Linked DNA regions of Mus musculus: region 1 is linked to region 2. The links are chromatin contacts, called in public Hi-C maps. All regions are on one chromosome and are shown on one strand. The core of a region is the stretch at or near the end of the contact, and the rest is flanking DNA. Distances in the headings are between cores, read along the strand shown. Region 1 overlaps Pde8b (phosphodiesterase 8B). Region 2 overlaps Wdr41 (WD repeat domain 41).

Region 1 (4,581 bases), core at 901-3,400, 140 kb after region 2:
CTGAGATGGGATCGAGAGCTGACGTTTCTAACAGAATCCCAAAGACTGGAGGTGGAGCTCTAAAGGATATAGCTCAGTGATGGAGTATTTACCTATCAAGCTCCTAGATGGTGCTCCCAGGTAGTCCTAGGAGGTCTGAGGATCACCCATTAGTTCTACAACAAACTTCCAGTGGCACTGACTATACTCACCTTACACACTGCACCTGAATAACCAACACTGAGTCCTGGGTTTCTCACCCCCAGGATGTGAAGTGGCTGCTATAAAAATGTCCTTTCAGGACAATCTTGTGTCTGGTCGACCTTTTGGACATGATGGCTATCATTGGGAGTAGAGGACACCTTTGGGAGTGTGCAGGCAGAGACATTTCTACTCCTTCCTCCCCCTCTACCCATTCTTGATTTCATTCCTTTTCACCTGCTCCCAGGTCATGTCCAAGCAAGTGTTCCTACACTTAATTTTTCCTAAATATCATTCTTTCTTACCTTCAAAAACATTTCTCTTGCTCTTCCTAAAGAATTAGCTACCCCTGCAACCTCAATCACTACCTTTTGCATTTCACAGTTGAACTTAAAATGTGAAAGATGCCTACGGTTACATTCCCTGGATGGCCCCATCACCAACTCAATAACCCTTTATCTTTAGGGAGCTTACCCCCACCAATGATTGGGAGCCATGTGCCCAACTAGCCACCATTGACTTTCCAAAAGAACTTATGGTCTCCTATAGCCTGCCATGTTCTCTGACTTTGATCTTAGTGGTATGTTACCCAGAATGACTTGTGACAAGTATGACAAGTACAGAGCCTGGGCATTTAAATGCAGTTAAAACATATCCCCTTGCAACATAGACTCCCTTTATTAGGGGTTACATCATGTTGTTCAAAAAAAATGTTCTAGGATTCCCCATCCAAGTATTCTCATGATATCCACTCTCCTAAGAGACAGGGCTCAGTGCTTGGGGCACCATGTAGTGGTGGGAATGAAGGTTAAGGGTAACACAGTAGGAAACTGGACACTAAAGACCAAAAAAAGCAAGTGATGTTATTTAATGGCAGTGGCAGTTGCCAACCCTTTGCCCAACTAGCTCTCCCACTCCTGATAACTAGCCACCCTTCTGCTGATCGCTTTTGTAACCTGGTGAACAAGGATAATCACCATGCTAATTCAGCACATAAACACGTACTGTTCTGAAAGATAATCTCTTCCAGGAATCTGCCCATCCATGTGTGTATCAGGGAACATCCAATTCTAATCTCTGACTAAATGGTTTCCCAATTACCATATAGACACTGGCCTCCCCTGAACCTTCCTCCTGACTGCTCTCGTTCGTGATCTCTTGGTAAGTCTCTTCTACAGGGTAAGGAGCCCTGGGAAGGTTGACTTAATTATGCCCATTGTCTGGGGATTGGGTCAACATGACGACTGGCGAGACTTGTGAGACAGAAGCACGGATCAGGATCCAAGTCTGGAGCGCTTCAAGAGTACAGGTGTCCGCCACTGCCGCTGGTGCAGGGGAGTAGCCACAAACTCAGAAATGAAGCAGGTCTTTGATTCATGTTTTTTCATTTTTTTTTTTACAATATCATACATGAAGGCCATGCTCAGTGACCCTTTTCACCCTCATCTCCTCAAAAATTTTTCTCATACGGTCATGCCTATTTGTATTGTTTTATGACCCACCCAGGTTACTGGAACCATCTATGTGACCATGGGTTTAAGGTTAGAACCTGGCAGGTTCATCAGTGTGTATAGCACTAATGGCAGCCATTCACTCTCATAGAAACTATCAATAATCTGTAATTCAGAGAGGTAAAGGCTAGAGCCCTGTGAACCCCTACCTAACTTGACCAGTTGTCTCGTGTGGGCCCAGTGTAACAACCCTGTGGATCTGAGATAGTAGTGGCTGTACCTGTGTCTAGTCTAGGGAATGGCAGTTTGTAGCCCTTTACCCCATCTTCTGGCTCTTACATGCTTCCTGCCCTCTCTTCCACAGTGTTCCCTCAGCCTTAGAGGGGTGGTACACATGCCTTGCTGGGCCCACGACCTGCACTGACTCTCTGTATCCTGGCAGACGTGAGTCTGCCCTCGGTACCTTTCACTGTCATGGGAGGCTTCTCTGAGTGCCTCTGGGGGCTGCTTTTGTCTAAGGCTGTCAGCACAGGTATTGGCAGGGAGTTTGCTGCTGTTTTTCTTGCTATTTTTAAGAGTGTACCAACCCTGTAAGTGGGAAGCCAGTGAGTGATTCACTCAAATGATCAGCAAGTAAATCTGAATGAGGGGGAAATGTCCCGGGTGGGCTTAAAGGACACAGCGTGATCAAACATTGCCAACTTGGAGAATCTCATGACAAGCACACAAAGTGGGATGCCTGGAACAAGAGCCATGGGGTGACTCTTGTTCTTTTTTGGTTTGGTTTGGTTTGTTTTTTTCCAAAGCTCAACTCAGCACCACATGATCATCATCATTTGTCAAGTGAACGTCTCCAGAGACACAGATCCAAGGAATCCAAGAGGCCCATGCTTTATCCTGGGGGCCATGTTCCTACAAGCACAAGGCATTAACAAGGATAAGAAAGAGATACTGACAGCCCTTGTTATTCAAGGCAGGTGCATTGGGTGATGTCATAAGGTCAAGGAAGAGGTCAGATGAGGGTGATGTCTTCAGTGAGCCAATTGTTTTCACAGTGACTGAGACCCTGTTCTGTTAGAAATTCAAGTAAGATATTTCTGCAACACAGAGGCTGTGAGTCAATCCCTTGAAGAGATCTTACAGAACAACATGTATATTTACACGATGAGTTGGCTGGTGGCTTATCTTTACATCAAAGTCACTCCAAAAACCGAATTCATAGCTACTGAATCCTTGCTCCTTGAGATATTATGGGAGTGTGTTGTTGCAAGCCTCTCATTATATTTTCTCCAATGATCAATATGTTAACTTTGTTTTATGCTTGCTTTTGTTTAAAGAACTCATCAACTATTGCTGATTGATCAACACTGAGCTCAGTGCCAAAAGCACTAGAGCCTGCTCTTGCAGAGTGCTCTTGCGCTGGTATTTTCCCTGAAGGTCCATCATGGCCTTCTTGCACGTAGAAGGGAAGATGGTATTTTAGGCCTGCATTTGGGCCCATTTTAGACATGATGTCAGCAACAAGGAACATAGATACGGGGTGGGGGTGAATGGCAGTAAATAGACTGAGAAAAAGGACAGTTATTTTCGTTAGGAGAGCTGAAACGAGAAGCTGGGCTGGGAATGTTTGCCTGAAACGACACAAATGTTTCTCAGTTCCACCTGTGCCCAGAAACAACTGCAAAGCATTGCCGTGTTGGTCCTGGAATATACAAATGGCCAACTACAAACACCGGAGGTAAAATTCAACAATGGAAGTTACTGAGTAAATCCTCAAATAGAGAGAATAGAAGGAAGGGAGGGAGGGAGGGAAGGAAGGAAGGAAGGGAGGGAGGGAGGGAGGGAGGGAGGGAGGGAGGGAAGGAAGGAAGGAAGGAAGGAAGGAAGGAAGGAAGGAAGGAAGGAAGGAAGGAAGTCTGCTGCCCTTCCAGCCCAGAGATGATTCTGTCCCCCAGCAGGGCATTAGGAATGCCAGGACCCCCTTCCCAGAGATAAAAATGGCCCACACCAGGAATACCATGGATACTAGGACCCTCCAGAGAAAATGCTGTCCCCCAGCAGGACATCCATGGAAACTAGGACCCCACCCCAAGAGATGATGCTGTCTGCCAGCAGGTCACCCATGGATGCTAGGACACCCCCCATGAAGCTGCCCCACAGCAGGGCATCTATGGAAACTAGGACCCCCCAGAAACAATGCTGCCCCCCAGCAGGGCATCCATGGAAACTAGGGCCCCCCAGAGACAATGATGCCCCCCAGGAGGGCATTCATGGAAACTAGGACCCCCCCAGAGACAATACCATCTCCCAGCAGGGCACCCATGGATGCTAGGAGCCCTAGGCCAAGCCCATCAGATTTAGATCATCAACTTTTCCTTCCTGGGTGGAGGCATCAAGTAGATTTGAGCTGAGTTCTTCTAAGGATGCAGGACCACAGTACTTCTTCACAATGGGGATGTCACCAAAGAGTACTTCAAATGTGAGAAATGAACAATTAAAAAATTGACTCATCTACAGAAGTGTCTCAGTGGAACCCATTATTTTATACAGTTCTGCTTCTAATTTTAAAAACGTCAAAAATAAGTATACAACTAGTCTTTAGAACAGTAATAACTACTTAAATTGTGATAAATATGGACAGAGTCTCCTCTTTTAATATATTCGCCGGCTACTTCTTAGCACTTAGCTCTGCTCATCCCACACCTCCTTCTGCTTCCTCCTCCACCTGCTACTCTGAGTGGGCTCCACTCCATAGCACTTCAAAGTAAGCTGGTTCCAGGAGTACACACTTGATGCAAGCCTTGAGTAAGGGTTCACTCACACTTATAGGATTGGCATTCCCCTGTATTAAAGTAGATGGTAAAAAAAAAAAAAAAAAAAAAAAACAAAAAACCTAGTGTTGGCCAAGATATGATATAGCTGCTTTACAAAGTGGTCTAACTCCTCAAAA
Region 2 (4,869 bases), core at 1,470-3,969:
ACACACATACACATCCACACACACATCCACACACACATGCACACATATACATACATACACACACACAAACACACACACACACACACACACACACACACACACACACACACACACATCAAACACTCCGAACAAAAAGCAATGGAAGGGTTATTACCTATGGTTTCAAGTTTTAAAATGGCTTGACAAACTTACAAAGATTGTACCACTTTTTTTTTGAAAGCCCTTTCATCCTTGAGCCTGATCTTGCATGTAAGAGCATTGTTAGAATGCAAATTACAGACCTTATTTGGCTGGATTAAGGAATCCCCATCGTGTTTGAGGTTACTGTTTTACTTGTTTTAAACTCTGGTGTAGTTCCTAAAGAGGAGAGCATGTTAAAACGTTGAGAGATGTCTCCCTTCCAGGTTGCTGGCATGCTGGCTCTAATAACTTGGGTGAGAGATGTCTCCCTTGCTGGCTCTAATAGCCTGGGTGAGAGCAGCTCCTGGGCCTGGCCTCAGTGCTTCCGAAGCATGTGCTGGAAAGCCAGCACCACACATAGCTGCACACTCGGCTGCCCCTGGCCTCTGATCTCCAGCAGTGTATTCCCAAATTGTAACTCTTTCCTTTCAGCCGCGGTGGCTCAGGGAGCCCCGTGTGTTAAAGGAGTTATTTTCTCAGTGTTCACAGCCATGGAGCAAGGCGCTGACGGATCCTTTCTTTCCCTTTAGTCTGTGCTTTCTCTTACACATGCTATCATTTCATTAAACATTGGCAGTAAGAGTGCTTTTCTCTTCTTTGTGCTACTCTTTGTGCCACTTGTGTGTGTGCATGTGTGTGCACATGAGTGTTATGTGTGCATGTTGCCTGTGTGTTGTGTGTGTGTGTTTATGTGGGTATTTTGCATTCGGTGTGCAGCCAGCACTGAGTGTGAGTTTGTAGGCTGAAGGTCATTGCTGAGTGTCTTCCTCCATCTCTTTTTGCCTTAATTTAAAAATATTCGTGTGTGTGCGTGCATGTGTATGAGAGAGAGATAGCATGTGTGTGTGTGTGTCTGTGTGTGAGAGAGAGCATGTGTGTATGTGAGAGAGATAGCATGTGTGTATGTGTGCTGTGTGTGTGTGTGTTTGTGTGTGTGCTGTGTGTGTGTGTGTGCACACGTTGTCTTTTTATCCCCATGTGGATGTCAGGATAATTGCAAGAGTTGGTTCTCTTCTTCATCCCAGGGGTTCCTAGGATTGGAACTCGGGTCATCAGACTTGGTAGCAGGCACCTTTACCCACTGAGCCACCTTACCAGCCTTTCAATTTCTTCACTTTTAACTCGCCCATCTGGAAAGTAGCAATAGTGCCCTCCTTTTGTACTTAGCAAGATGCTGTAAGGCTGAAGTAAAGCGAGCATTAGCAAAAATACTTTCTAAATTCTTAAAGTGCCTTTTTAATTCTTCAGCTGACTTTGGGATAGTGCCACTACAGCATGCACCCCTCCAGGTTGTGTATGGCCTTGTGTTTGCTTAGGATGTGTGGTGGGAGTCATTTTGCCTTCATTTCCAGACAAGAACAGCCGAGTAAATTCCCAAGGGTCCCTGTGCTCTGCGGAAGCCCAGGGCGCACCTCTGCACCTTCCTCCATAGGGCCAGGGTAGCAGCCGCCGCTTCTGCAGCTCTGGTCTCCAGAGAGGAGAAGGCAGGGCTGAGCCACCCTGTGCAGAGCCGTCTCCATTGGGCTTTCTTCCTACTTGCTTAAGGTGCTAACCTTTCCTTGGTGGCTTTGACATTGGGAGCTTGAGAGGGCAGGGCTGTAATTTCTGTCTGAAGGTTGGAAAGGTAACAGTGGCTTTCCGATGTCACACAGGGGCAGGAAATCTATCACACTGGGTAGTGAAGACGAGCTTTATGCCAAGTTCTGACCTTTTTCCCCCTCCCTGCCTAGAATATATTTGCTGCAGTTGGAAGGGGGTTATATGTGTATAACCTACAGTTGAAGCGTGTGATTGCCTGCCAGAAAACTGCACATGATTCCAACATCCTACACATCGATAAACTTCCAAACAGGTACTGGTCCCATCTCTCCTGCAAAGATGAAAGTCACGGTTCCCGGGGTCACCAGCGTAATTTCTGCAGTGGCCAAATTATCTGGCCCCATGTCTTGACCTTGGCATTCTTCTTCAAGTAGAGAGTGTGCCATGACTGACTGTAACCAAAGAGCTGTAGCAATAGATGACAAGTTTACAGAAGCACCAAGGGCTTATTTAAAATTGTCATTTAATAAGGTAAAAGGCCTCGGTCACCTACAATGTACTATTTTTTCTTTTTTCATATTTTCTATAAACTCGTTTCTTTTTATGGTGGTGTATGTTTACAGCTAAAATCAGACAGTAAGCCCATTACATCCTGAGGCTCCTAAATGAGGGTTGATTCGGCAGCTAAGGATCCGGTGATGTCGCCCCGGAGCAGCGTTACGCGTAGCTCCTATAAATAAAAAATAGGAAATGGAGGTGATAGTTTTTTGTCATTGAGCAGTGTCCTATAGTGTCCTGGGTGCTTTGCTGGCAAATGCTTCCAGTTTGAACTGTAAAGCCATGTTAACCTGTGACGGTCGGCCTTGCCACGAGCTGGCTGCAGTCAGAGGAGGGCCGATGGTTTCCATGGTTTTGGCAATGAGCACTTAGCCCCCTGAGACTCTCCTTTGGTCCTTTTCTCTTTGGCTTTTGTTCTCACAGGCAGTTAATCTCATGCTCGGAAGATGGCGCTGTGCGCATGTGGGAGGTCCGAGAAAAACAGCAGCTGGCAGCTGAGCCAGTCCCAACAGGTGTGCGCCTTCCTCCACTAAAGCCAGTCCTCTCCCTCCTCTGTGGCTCCTCCCTCCCTCCCTCCCTCCTCTTCCCTCTCTCCCCTCTTTCTTCTCCACTTCCTTTCTCATCTCATTTGACAGGAAAACAAAAGGTGGTAAAGAGGAACCACAGGAACCATATAGAATATGCTCTGCGTAGGAATCAGACACTCACAGCAAGTGTCTTTTGCCAGTGTAAAACTGTCCCATTATTTCAACTGAATTAATTGCAGTTTTATATTCTGAGAGAAAACTGTGACTTTCATGTAATCTAAATGACCAGGAAGCACCTCCCACCAGCCTGAAGTGCCTTTCTCCTGATTTTCGGTGATTACATACACCCTTCAAGGCTGTTTACTTCTCTTGCATTCCAATGTCTGTCTTCTTGCCACTAGTGGATGGATAGGGCAGCATAGGAGATGAGAAGAAGCTAAGTGAACTAGGAAAACACAACATAATGTATTCCCAGACCCCAGCAGTGCCTGTGCCATCAGCTCAGCCCTCGACAAACCAAGTGTGAGACATGATTGTATTCAAACTTTGTCTTCCCGTAAGGAAAGAGCACGGTAGTTTTTGAAATGACTGAAATGAATGTCCTTTTGTAGGATTTTTTAATATGTGGGGATTTGGAAGAGTAAACAAACAGGCCAGCCAGCCTGTTAAAAAGCAGGAAGAAAACGTTACCACGTGTTCCCTGGAGCTCATCGGAGATCTCATTGGACATTCATCGTCTGTCGAGGTACTTCCAGGAGGCCTGGCTGGGCTTGCTCGTGCGTGTGCCATGCTTCTTTTGAATACAGTTGCTCTACATAAGACCCACACACACTCAGCTGCAGGCTTTTGCAAGACAGGAATATCGAATAAGATAATGATAGTACAAGCAGTTAGGACCATCCTTCATAGAGACAGGATCTGAGGACGCAAGCAATGTATTGGTTTAAGGACAGGCTTACTGGACACTGTATGGGAGGAGGGAGCTGATGACAGGACAGTGTTAGTGACCTTGACAAGAATCAATAGGAAGTGTGCGGTGTTGGGGCTCTGTGTGTAGGGTAAAAGCCTCAACAGACTCTAGTTCCAGGGATCATAACCAAATTCAGAATCCGAATATTGTCTCCATCTGCCCTTGGTTAGTGCCTGTTTGATAGGCCCCTGCTACCTTACCGTATGCATCGTGAAGTTTGGGAGCTGTGCATAAGAGTCTCACTCGTGGCACTGCAAGCTCACTAATATTTTACAGTAAGCACTATTGTTTGTAAGGGAGGAAGGGATTGGTGGCGGTACAGAGGCCATGGGAACTGGTTACAGCGTGACCAGATAGCAGTGAAGATAATGCACTTCCTCAATTGTTCTTCCTGGTTTTAGCTCGTGAGGAACAAATTACCTTTAGTTTGGGTGGGTGTTCATGACTAGAAGCAGCAGCCACACTGGCCACTGAAGATTTTTATAAAATGGAGTCCTTGTTCTCTTGGGTTTTCTACCTCTGTGGAGAGGAAGGAAAAAGACCTAACTGAGCTGTTGATCAAGGCTACTCATGACTGACTCCGGTAAAGGGCAGCTCAGGGAAACACTTCTTGCTGTATTCTGTCAAAGTCTGCAGAGGGAGAGTATTTGAGATGAGCTTCAAAGGTTCTGCCAGCCTAATAGATACAAAGCCAAGGCGCCGTGCGTTCCCTGTTGCTCAGAGCTGTGTCTCGCTCGTCTTTGCCTCCTCTGTGACATTGCCTAGTGCCTCGTTTTTACCTTTGTTTCGGTCTGAGTGGCTGTGGTGCAGAGCACAGGTGGTGAGCATGGTGTGGTGCAAGGCAGGCCTAGCTCATGCTTACACTGTGGCAGAGAGCAGACAGGTCAGATAGACTCACTGGGTTCCCATAGGCAGACATTAATCAGAGAACAACCCTGAAAGAGTAAGGCCAGCGAGTTTGAGCTTTACTTTTACAACAGTGGGAACCCACTGAGCATATGGAATCTGCTTTCCCTGCAGAGCCCGTGAAGACTAGAAAAGGGTATTGAACCCTCAGGGACTGAAGTGAGCTGGTTGTGAGGTGTCATGTAGGTG

The links. A called contact is a pair of places that touch in the nucleus more often than the background predicts.
Region 1: a contact with region 2 is called in a Hi-C map of cortical neurons, with 1.9 times the contacts expected there. The contact joins two enhancer-like sites. A contact is called at or near these places in 1 of 484 Hi-C or Micro-C datasets (cortical neurons) and 2 of 9 other capture datasets (liver and pancreatic islet).

Annotation. Positions count from the first base shown.
Region 1 is chr13:95,156,036-95,160,616 of GRCm38.p6, forward strand. All of the region lies in intron 1 of Pde8b (phosphodiesterase 8B), which reads right to left. Among named protein-coding and RNA genes, the nearest start is that of Pde8b, 65 kb to the right of the region's middle. Within about 2 kb of position 2,151, at least 9 of the 459 cell types and tissues checked have an H3K27ac peak or open chromatin away from gene starts, as enhancers often do. A contact at or near this core is called in cortical neurons, where this site is marked.
Region 2 is chr13:95,015,417-95,020,285 of GRCm38.p6, forward strand. It overlaps Wdr41 (WD repeat domain 41), which reads left to right. Exons shown (of 14, transcript NM_172590.3): 11 at 1,911-2,032; 12 at 2,701-2,789; 13 at 3,416-3,549. Among named protein-coding and RNA genes, the nearest start is that of Gm48350, 3.0 kb to the left of the region's middle. Within about 2 kb of position 2,720, at least 41 of the 459 cell types and tissues checked have an H3K27ac peak or open chromatin away from gene starts, as enhancers often do. A contact at or near this core is called in cortical neurons, where this site is marked.